Linked DNA regions of Sus scrofa: region 2 is linked to region 1. The links are chromatin contacts, called in public Hi-C maps. All regions are on one chromosome and are shown on one strand. Each heading gives the region's core, a stretch centred on a gene start, on an enhancer-like site or on the middle of the called end of the contact. The rest is flanking DNA. Distances are from core to core; before and after follow the strand shown. Region 1 has its middle 360 kb from the start of ZNF521. Region 2 overlaps ZNF521 (zinc finger protein 521).

Evidence for each region. Hi-C and Micro-C count contacts between places; a contact is called where the count stands out from the background.
Region 2: a Hi-C map of embryonic fibroblasts shows a contact between it and region 1, with 2.9 times the contacts expected there. The contact joins two enhancer-like sites. A contact is called at or near these places in 3 of 47 Hi-C or Micro-C datasets (adipocytes, embryonic fibroblasts and heart right ventricle).

What each region holds. Positions count from the first base shown.
Region 1 is chr6:109,761,796-109,766,499 of Sscrofa11.1, forward strand. No RefSeq gene overlaps it. Among named protein-coding and RNA genes, the nearest start is that of ZNF521, 360 kb to the right of the region's middle. Within about 2 kb of position 2,631, at least 4 of the 83 cell types and tissues checked have an H3K27ac peak or open chromatin away from gene starts, as enhancers often do.
Region 2 is chr6:110,056,349-110,061,052 of Sscrofa11.1, forward strand. All of the region lies in intron 2 of ZNF521 (zinc finger protein 521), which reads right to left. Among named protein-coding and RNA genes, the nearest start is that of ZNF521, 64 kb to the right of the region's middle. Within about 2 kb of position 1,878, at least 10 of the 83 cell types and tissues checked have an H3K27ac peak or open chromatin away from gene starts, as enhancers often do.

The DNA of each region.
Region 1 (4,704 bases), core at 1,381-3,880:
AGTACAACTCCTCTCCAATTCTCCCGGTTCTGCTCCGTGCAACAAAGCCTGCCTTTTTTACATTTCAAAAGAGGCTGCTTTCTCTTTAAAAAGTAGGAGCTACTTGGTCGGATGCGGCTGCCTTTATCAACCATGAAGTTCCCAGCAAGGTGCTGTTAGTGCCTGATTAAACCTCATACCAACCCTTGTCCCCCATGGTAACCCTGAAGACATCTGCTGAGACCAGGAGCGCTGATTCAGTTTAATTGCCCCGGCTCTCTGTGATGGCCGGATTTCTTGTCTCTCAAGGCCTGGAATGGAAATCCATGTGATCAGATGAACTATCCGGGGGTCCTGACAGATCTGAAATATGAATATGGAGATGGCATTGTGCTCCGCAGTGACTTCTGAAACCCCAATGGTAAAATATGATCTGCCACCGAAATGATTTCAGGAGTGTGTGATTCATGGGAAATTCATTTTCTGATGAAACACTAATTATTAATAAATCAGACCAAAAAAGAGGAAGAACGAATGCATATGTGTGTATACAAATACCTATAAGATATTCATACATATACCTGTGTATGATATGCCTATGTATACACATCTATTTACATGCATAAATATATAGGGCTCCATTTGGACAATAACTCCTCAGAAATATTTGCTTTTGGATTCTTGCTTGCAGGGGTGTTTGTAGGATAATAATGACTTGCAGTCACAAAATACCATACTCCAAGAAACGCAAGCATTGAACATGCCTAGTTTATTTCTCCCTCTTGTACAGCGAATGAAGAAATAGAAGACACCATGTCTTTTCATTCCCTAGAAAGGGAGAAACAAGGCACTGATGGAGGCAGCAATGACCAAGAATTAGGACCAGCAATGTCCAGGCATCCACATCACATTCCTGCTCTTATCAGAAGGAGGTATGCAAAGGAAAAATCAGACAAGACGCCCTAACAAACTCCAGGGTCACTGGATTCCTCATAAAACTTCCCTTTCTTCTGGTAAGGCTTCAAAGGCAAAGACTGACCCTGCAGGATGGAGGGTCACTTAAGGACCATTACAGAGCCGGATTCTTGACTTTCTCCTCCTTAAACTCCCATTTAGAAATTGCCTCTCCACACCCCTCCCCCGCGTCTCCTCAGATTATTTGCTCCAAAGTTTTTAATCTACGCACAAAGGAATGGGGCTATAGGGACAACTTGACATCTGTTAATCATTCCTGCTAATCTCTGCGATAACCACAGCATTGCTCCCAGCTACACAAGCTAACCATCCTTAACACACAGGACTTGGTACATTTCTAGCCTCTTTCTAGCCAAATCAAAGAAAGTCTACTGATTTCTTCTGCAGCCCTGTTCTGAGTAAATATGTGATTTCCATTAGGCTTTTTGAAATATGTAAAATATACAGTCTCCCATTACTACACTCAGGACCTCTAGGTGTTTGGGGATCCCATCCTGGGAATCACTCCTATGCCCAAAATGAGTTTGAAGATGAAAATTATTGCTAAGGGGAAAAGGACTGTTGGTGTAACAAGATATTTAAAAGCAAAATTCTTTTCCCCACCTGGGTTGGTCCGGGCCAAGCAAGCAAGAAAAGGATGTTTTCAAAATGAAAGCGACTGCTAAGGCAAAATGTGTAAAACTGAGACACGAGGGCAGAAAGAGAAGAGCATTCACTCAAAAGAGAAGAGGATTCTCTTGTGTTAAGCTCTTCCTCCTGAAATAACATTTCCATTCGGCTGGGCAATTGCCTTGCCTCCCCAAACTTTATTAGCTTTTCGGCAATCACCCCAAAGAGACCCAAAGAAAGGCAGTAGGAATGACACAACTGACATGCGTAACGTGACAGAAGTAAAGGAAGCTGCACACAATTTTTCATTAATGAACATATTTTTTCCTCAGTACTATAAGGAAGGAAATTGTAAATTTGTAATCAGGCAGGTCTCTAGGTTTTCCAAGAATAGCTGTTTTTTCCCGCCAACTAGAGTGAAAAGACAATACGTTTCCCTCTCTGCAAATCCTGATGTGATTCCTAGGTTACTCAGGTTTTCAGAAGCAGTCATAAATCCCTCTTATATTTGTTATTAATTCATTTTGAGAAGCGTTCTTTATTCTAAACCTCCAGGATCTGTTTGAAAGTTTCCTGAGTCTAGAGTTTCATGGAGAAAGGCTGACTGGGAACCAATTTCCACCAGTGGTTTGGGGGTGTCAGAGTCTGGGCCATCAGCCAGAACATTCTACCATGTCCACAGTGAGCATTGTATGGGATCCTTTCTGCAGAGAAGGTTCATGGACACCCCTTTCCCAACACTGAAGGACCAGCTCCTAGAAAGTACCCAGAGGCACCCAGTCACCTCAGTGATCAAGCCAATCGCCTTGTTAATAAGCAGAAAGGAAGGCTATCAGTCCTACTAAATTTCCACTAACTAGCTAATGCAAATAAGGGCAGCTAACGGGCAAAATTTCAACTGTATTCCGTTTACAGAGTTTCTCCACTCCAGATGTAAATGTAAAAGTCTCCTGAATTGAGTACCTTATCGTTCTGGCCCACAGATGGGTTATCCAGAATCTGACCCTCATTTCTCCCAATGAGAAGCCACTTAAAAATAGCTATTGCTCTATATAGCTGTCAAATAAGTGTCTCCTGCAGGGGGCGCAGTGGATGCAGGAACCCAAATCCGCCTCCAATGAGAGGAGGCCTGGAGAAGAAGCATGAGACCAAGGAAAGGAAATTTGACAGTTGGGCATTTGGAAAGTGTTCCTTACAGTCGAGTCTCAGAGGCGAGGGAGGTGTCTCTCAAGGGGGAGTGGTAGGAACCCTACGATCAGAGGCATTTAGAAGGAGGCCTGGCTGGAGCTATGGAAATTTAACCATAGGAAACAACAGAGCCCTGCCAGGGGAGAGAGGAGACAAGTTTAAGAGCCCTTTCCAGCTCTAATTTCTAAGAATCTGATTAGACTACAGAAAAAAAAAGAAAGAAAAGAAAATCTGAAACAGGGGGGAGAAAAGAAACAAAAGCCAGAAGAGAGCCTCATGTAATAATGTTAAGACCTGCAGTTAGAATACGCACTGCTAAACCCCTAATCATCATCCAGCAACTGTCCCAGCCCAGCTGCCACCAAAGGGTGGGTGTCTTAAGAGAAGTCAGGCAGGCAGTTGAAAACTGGGTGGGTGGAGAGGAGACCTCTCTGAACTTATTCTGAAATATGCTGAGAACTTGAGAACCATTTGTCTAAACAAAGTGCTGAAAGAGGAAGCCTATGATGGGGCAGCAGCTAAGGTTCCTTTCCCGGTGGAATTTGGTGATGCCTTCTTGCTGTTAATCAATGCAATACTTTCTAAACGATCTACTTTCTTTAGAAGAGAAGTCTGCACTTGAGCGTTGGACTCCCTTTTTTTTTTTTTTTTAAGGACTTCCGGAGATATTACAATGGCATATGATTTCCCTGATTTTTATCATGCTTAGTCATAGATAATTTGAATCTCCAGGGTGCTAGCTGCTTCACTCCCCTGCCATGATTAAACTTCATTTAAATCAGCCCAGATTAAATATTTGAGTCATATAGTATTCCAGGATGAATAAACAAGTCCTGTATATTTATAACGTGTGTGTGTGTGTGTGTGAAGAACAGTAGACATTTCCATACTTCTAATTTTTTTAACTGGTCAAAAGAACTGCATCCTGAATTGAGGGTGAACCAGGTTCCAAAAAAGCAGTTTTCCTGAGCATGTACAGACAAAGGAAATAGTTTCCTTACGGAAAGAAATCACTTGAAAGCTTTCAGGCCAGACCCTGCTCCGGCTCAGATTTCCTTTCTTTTAGTCCTTTGATGAACCTCTCATATGGAGACACAAGCTTCTTGGGCCTGGTTTGAATTTAAGCTGTTGCTGACTTTAGTGGAAAACTTTATAAACTCAACTCAGGCTTTCTTGCTTTCCTTCACTACTGTCAACTGATTTCTGATATGTTCACGGATGTTCAGCTTGAGTCATTCATGTCATCAACATGGCAGAAAACAAGTCCCCTCTCCCCCCGCCCAAGAGAGAATGAATTCATTCTGTTCCTCTCCTCTGGAGCTCTGAGCACTGCCACCCTCCTTCTGGGGCAGGTGGAGGTGGAGGATACCTGGATGCAGGAAGGTAACATGAAACAGGAGTGATGCTGAAGATCTCATATCTCCCTGGCAGAGTTATGACCAGAACAGTGCCGTGTGGGTCCCATCCGGTACCCATGCACGAAGCCACAGTCTCGACTCCACGTGCGTCTCTTTAGGAAATAGCTGGGTAGAGAGTATAGCTTTAAAGCAAAACCTTGGCTTTTAAAACCAGACTCTTTCTTCTGGTCACTTGAGAATAATATTCTGAATGGATTTCCTTTCCTCTTTGCTGGGCTTTTTGGTGAGAGTTGAGAGGTTAGAATGCCCAGGATATTTCGTTCGGGCACCTGTATTGCCTTCAGGATGGCGAGTTTGAAAAAAAAAAAAAGCCTCGGAATCAAGCTGTCTGGATTTGGAGCCCAGCTCTGCTCCTCAGGTAGGTGACTCCCAGCAAGTAACTTAAGTCTTTCAGGTCTTTGGCTTATCTTTGTATTTGGGATATTGTCCTCAATTTATGGATAATTGTGATGATTAAATGAGATTGGATTTCCAAAGTTCGCTGTCTTGAGTTCGTTCTATCCCTCTGACCCTCTGCTCTTGTTGATAACGTAGC
Region 2 (4,704 bases), core at 628-3,127, 290 kb after region 1:
CAGGAGAAATCCAGGAAGAAGAAAAGAAGAAGAAGAAGAAGAAGAAGAAAAACGAGTGTAAAGGTTGGCGACTACTGCTTATTAATGTAATCTAACTCTATTCTAATGACAGGCAGATGACCACAGAGGCCCATTTAGACTAATATTTACTTTCACTACTGTAAGAAATATCTGCAGGACATTTTTAAAAATGACTTTGGGACAACTAGTACTTTAGAAACAGCAGCCAGTTTCCTCTAACTAAGTGCTGGGTGACCTCCGATCCACACACAGGTATCCAACTTCTTGTTGGATGCTTAGGCATTTGGAGTCCACCCGCCTGAATCTCTCTATAATGGACCTTCACAGAACTCATTTGCTTTAGAAATGTCACAGTGCTGGAAAGAGCTCATTCTGATTCCCATTAAATCTCTTAATTCCCATGATTTTTTTCCTCTCAGGAAAGAAAGAATCCCAAAAATGCTTCTCCATCGTTGCAATAAGAGGACTTGCGAGCCTGGTAGATGACAGGAGGGGAAAACATAAAAGAAGAAGAAAACCTCGACTGTGTAACATTAATAATCTGGTTGTGATTTGTACAAAATCCATTTGCATGCACAGAAATTTCATAACTCTGCATACATATTTGGATTTTTCTCCCAACTGTTCAGGGACAGCAAGCGCTGATACTGCATTTAATTAACAAGCAAATGTGATACCCTTCGATGTGAACAATACTGAATGAATTGCTTAAGTTCTTACAAAGATAAATGTACTACAAGCACCACTGTACCAACGCGGAATACTAGAGTAGTCATTTGCCATCATTTTCCCCGGCAAACTTTGGTCTCTCCCAGGGCGCGCCTTCTGCCCAGTTCCACCCTCAACTCTTTCCTTTGGGGTCTCAGCTTCCATGGTGAAATCTGTTTTCCAGATCCTTTGGTAGCTCACTCTTTCTCCTTTCTTCCTTTCTCTCCCTCTCTCCTTTTCCTCTACTGCATTCATCATTATTCAACTGCATTATAAGACTTTAAAAAAAAAAAGCTTTGAAAAAAAAAAAAAGAAAGAAAGAAAGAAATCATTTGATTTTCATTGCCCTGGAGAGAATTAAATACCCCCAAGGAAAAATTCTGGTACATTCTCTGCACACATTTACATGCAGCCAGTGAAGTAAACATTTCCATAATTGCTCACTTCAGAACACGTTACCCAGTTCCTAGGTACAATAACTGTCAGGAGTCAATGAGGAATAAAGAATTTTCCTGAATCCTTGCACATAACCTGACTAGCATTAATAACTCCACAGTTGTACATAAGTTAAGAAATGGATTACTGCCAGACATCAGCCTTGCTCTGAACACTTTGGTCATGTGCTCTTCGTACAGCCATTAACAAAATAGATAACTATTTTTTTTTAAACCTAGGGCTACTGATAACAAAAGCATTCTTCACCTTCTTTCCACTTAGAATAAAAGGCAATAGCCCAAACTATAGCTTTTTTTAGGCTTGGAATTATAGCTACAACATATGGCTTCCATTTACTTCCAATTTTACCCGTACTGTGAGCTTCTTTGGTGAAGTTGTCTTCTATTGCTAAATGACAAAATGAATGATGAAATTCAGTTGCTATGCTAGAAAAACAAAAAACAAACCATGGTGGTTAATCCCTAAGGAAAACTGGACTTCGGTTATGAATCATCCTTACCAGCAATCTTGTAAATCTTAAAGTCTTTATGTCCTAAAAAGTATTGTGAATAAACATTATTTTCTTTAAAAGCCCTGGCAGAAAGGACCCTCCTCCCTCTGCAAGCCCTTTGCAGCTGAGGTTAGAGGGTGTGCCATACCAGCCCTCTGTGATGATTTGAACAGAACTTGCCTTGTGCAGGAGGCGTCAACGAAGGAGACGAGCACCAAGTCTGCTGTTTTTATTGCCTGCTTGCAGGGCTCCTCATATTGCCGAAACCACAATGAAGAGCTTGGGAAGCACAGAATATAAAACCAACCCATTGGCTGTTACGGTATTTGTAATGTTTCTACGAAAGGAGAATGTATATACTTTGTTATCCGCTAAATCTTTACAAGCTTCCCCATTCTTCCCTCGCCAGCCCACTCCCCATGCACCCTCAACACTCCTGGGCGGTCTAAGATTGCCTTGGTCTCTTTGATGACTTCAAAAAGATGGCCATTGTCTAATTAGGCAGGAGCACGGTCTGGGTAAACAGAATATAAATTCAAAATTGACGGGAAATTACTTTTTAATTTTAAAAATGTGGCTAGCTAGACAGTCAACTTCTACAGACAATAAAAGTGTAGCTCTGTGTGTTATAAACTATTTATGACATGTTCAAGGAAGTTTTTCACCCAGGCAGAAAATATCCTTTTAATAAGCCCTTTTTACTACAAGACGCTATTATTGGTATCTTCTTTATTGTTGTTTTCATACTTTCAGCATAAATACAGTGCAAAAAAGACAAAGGCAATGCCGCACACAACTGAAATGTTATACAATTTGCTAAAATGATGAATAAAATTAAAACTGCCTGTCAAAGCAAAATGAAAAGCAATTTTGTTTGCAATTTTCATAGCAGCTACGGAAAAGCAGCCAAATTCATGAACTGCATGCAGTCTCTAGTTTATAAGCACCCACAGTAACTGAAGGAGGTGCTCTAATTAGTAATAATATCAAGAGAACTGCAGCTTGACATTCAGAAGCTCTGGCCTAGCTGCTGGCCTTTTCTGAAAGGCCAGTTCTGTTCTTTGTTCCCCCATATTGACCTATGTATTAATATCAGACTATCTGGACGATTATGAACACCTTAGAAAGCTGGGGTTTGAGTCCAAATTTAAATTTCACCAATCATTCCAAGCACTAACACCTGTGAAACAGGCGTTCTTTGCTCTTAATCCTGGGCCCCTTGCTGGGAGCCCGGAGTACAGATTGCAAATGAGTACACAGGGAGGTGCGATACCACTGTTTGCTACCAAATTTTAACTAGAGCAATTTCTACTAAGTGTTCAGTGTCTGATGCATCGCAGGCCATATTCTTGAATGAAAGGATGAATCGGTGCATGAATGGATAGATAAATGGATTCATCTCTGTCACTATAGCCCATTATGTTTACACTAGTCACATTTGATTTAGATGGAACATAAAGCTTTGTGGGGTGCCTGAGGAAAGGCCAGAAATGAAACTACGTTACAAAAGAGACAACATTAGTCACTTTATTACAACTACTAAGAGACTTGCCAAAATGTTGAGGCTCTAACATAGAAGTCAACCAAGACATAATTGAATGATAAGAAATTTAGGCTCTTCCTTTCACATTCTGCCATAAATAATGCCCTGGTGAAAATTTTCTCGCTGAATGTTGTCCATTGCTCACATCAGATTCTCTATTTGACCCTCTGTCTAGAGCAAAAACACAAAAGTGCAAGCATTTCATTGACGTGAGTGGTTCCACACTCCTTTGGAAAACACATCAATTAAAGATGACAAAATGAATAAATGTTCCATATCAGCATTTTGGTTTATGAAAGCCTCCCCAAGTTCTCATCTGGAATATTTGAATGTGATCATCTTATTAGACAATCTCCCTTGGTATGGTCATTCACAAATAAAAGTAGTGGGATTAAATACGGTCTCGCAAGAGTAAATTATGATTTTGAGCTTCAGACACGGGATTACAATAATTTAGAGTTAATTCAGAGAAACTAAGCAATTAGTTCAGCTAGAAGGCTTGTCTTCCATCAGAAGAAATATAGGTGGAAACTGTCTTCAAACACCCAAAGATCCCTGAGTCAAGAAACACCACAGCTCTTAACAGATAATTCTAGCCTCCGCTGATGACCACCACCCTTCTCAAGCCCCTGGCAGGGCCACCTTAGCAAGTAATTACACAACCCACATTTCTGCAAGCCGTATTTCCATTCTTCAACTGAGGAAACTGGAGAAAAAAGCAGAATTTTTGAGTTTCCACAATACAATAATCAATGCCCTGTCTAGACACAATGGCACTTGAAAAGTTTTTAAGACTGATGACATTTCTATCCCAGTGATTTAAAAGTTCCAATCACTTCACCAAGAAAACAACCAACTAAACAAACCAAACCATTGTTTCTACTTCTTTTGACAGAAAAAAAAGATTTTAGGACCTGATGATATCTGGCACATAATACACACTTGATCAATACTTATCAATGGGAAGAAAAGAAAAAGAGGAGGGGAAAAAAAACAAAAGAAATACATGAGAAAAAGTAGTGTCATCCAAGGCAATTTCCTTTCCTTTTTTTTAAGAGCTGCACCCGAGGCACATAGAGATTCCCAGGCTAGGGGCTGAATCGGAGCTCTAGCCGCCAGCCAACACCACAGCTCACGGCAACGCCAGATCCTCCACCCACTGGGCAAGGTCAGGGATCGAACCGGCATCGTCATGGATACTAGTCAGGTTCGTCAACCACTAAGTCACAACAGGAACTCCAAAGGCATTTTTCTTAAATGACCACATATTATTTTCCTGGGAAGAATCAAGAGCACATCTTTGGCTTGAATAAGTCAGGTGAGCATGGCTACCAACATTTATGCAGCTCACCTGCCCGTTTCCCACTTTTTGTTGTACCTCATAAAACCAGGATGCAGACTCAGATGTCAAACCCTAGATTCTGGTGAATCTTACATGTTTACTTTGAGAATATTCCCAACTTCATTTCATAGTTTTTTGAGCTCC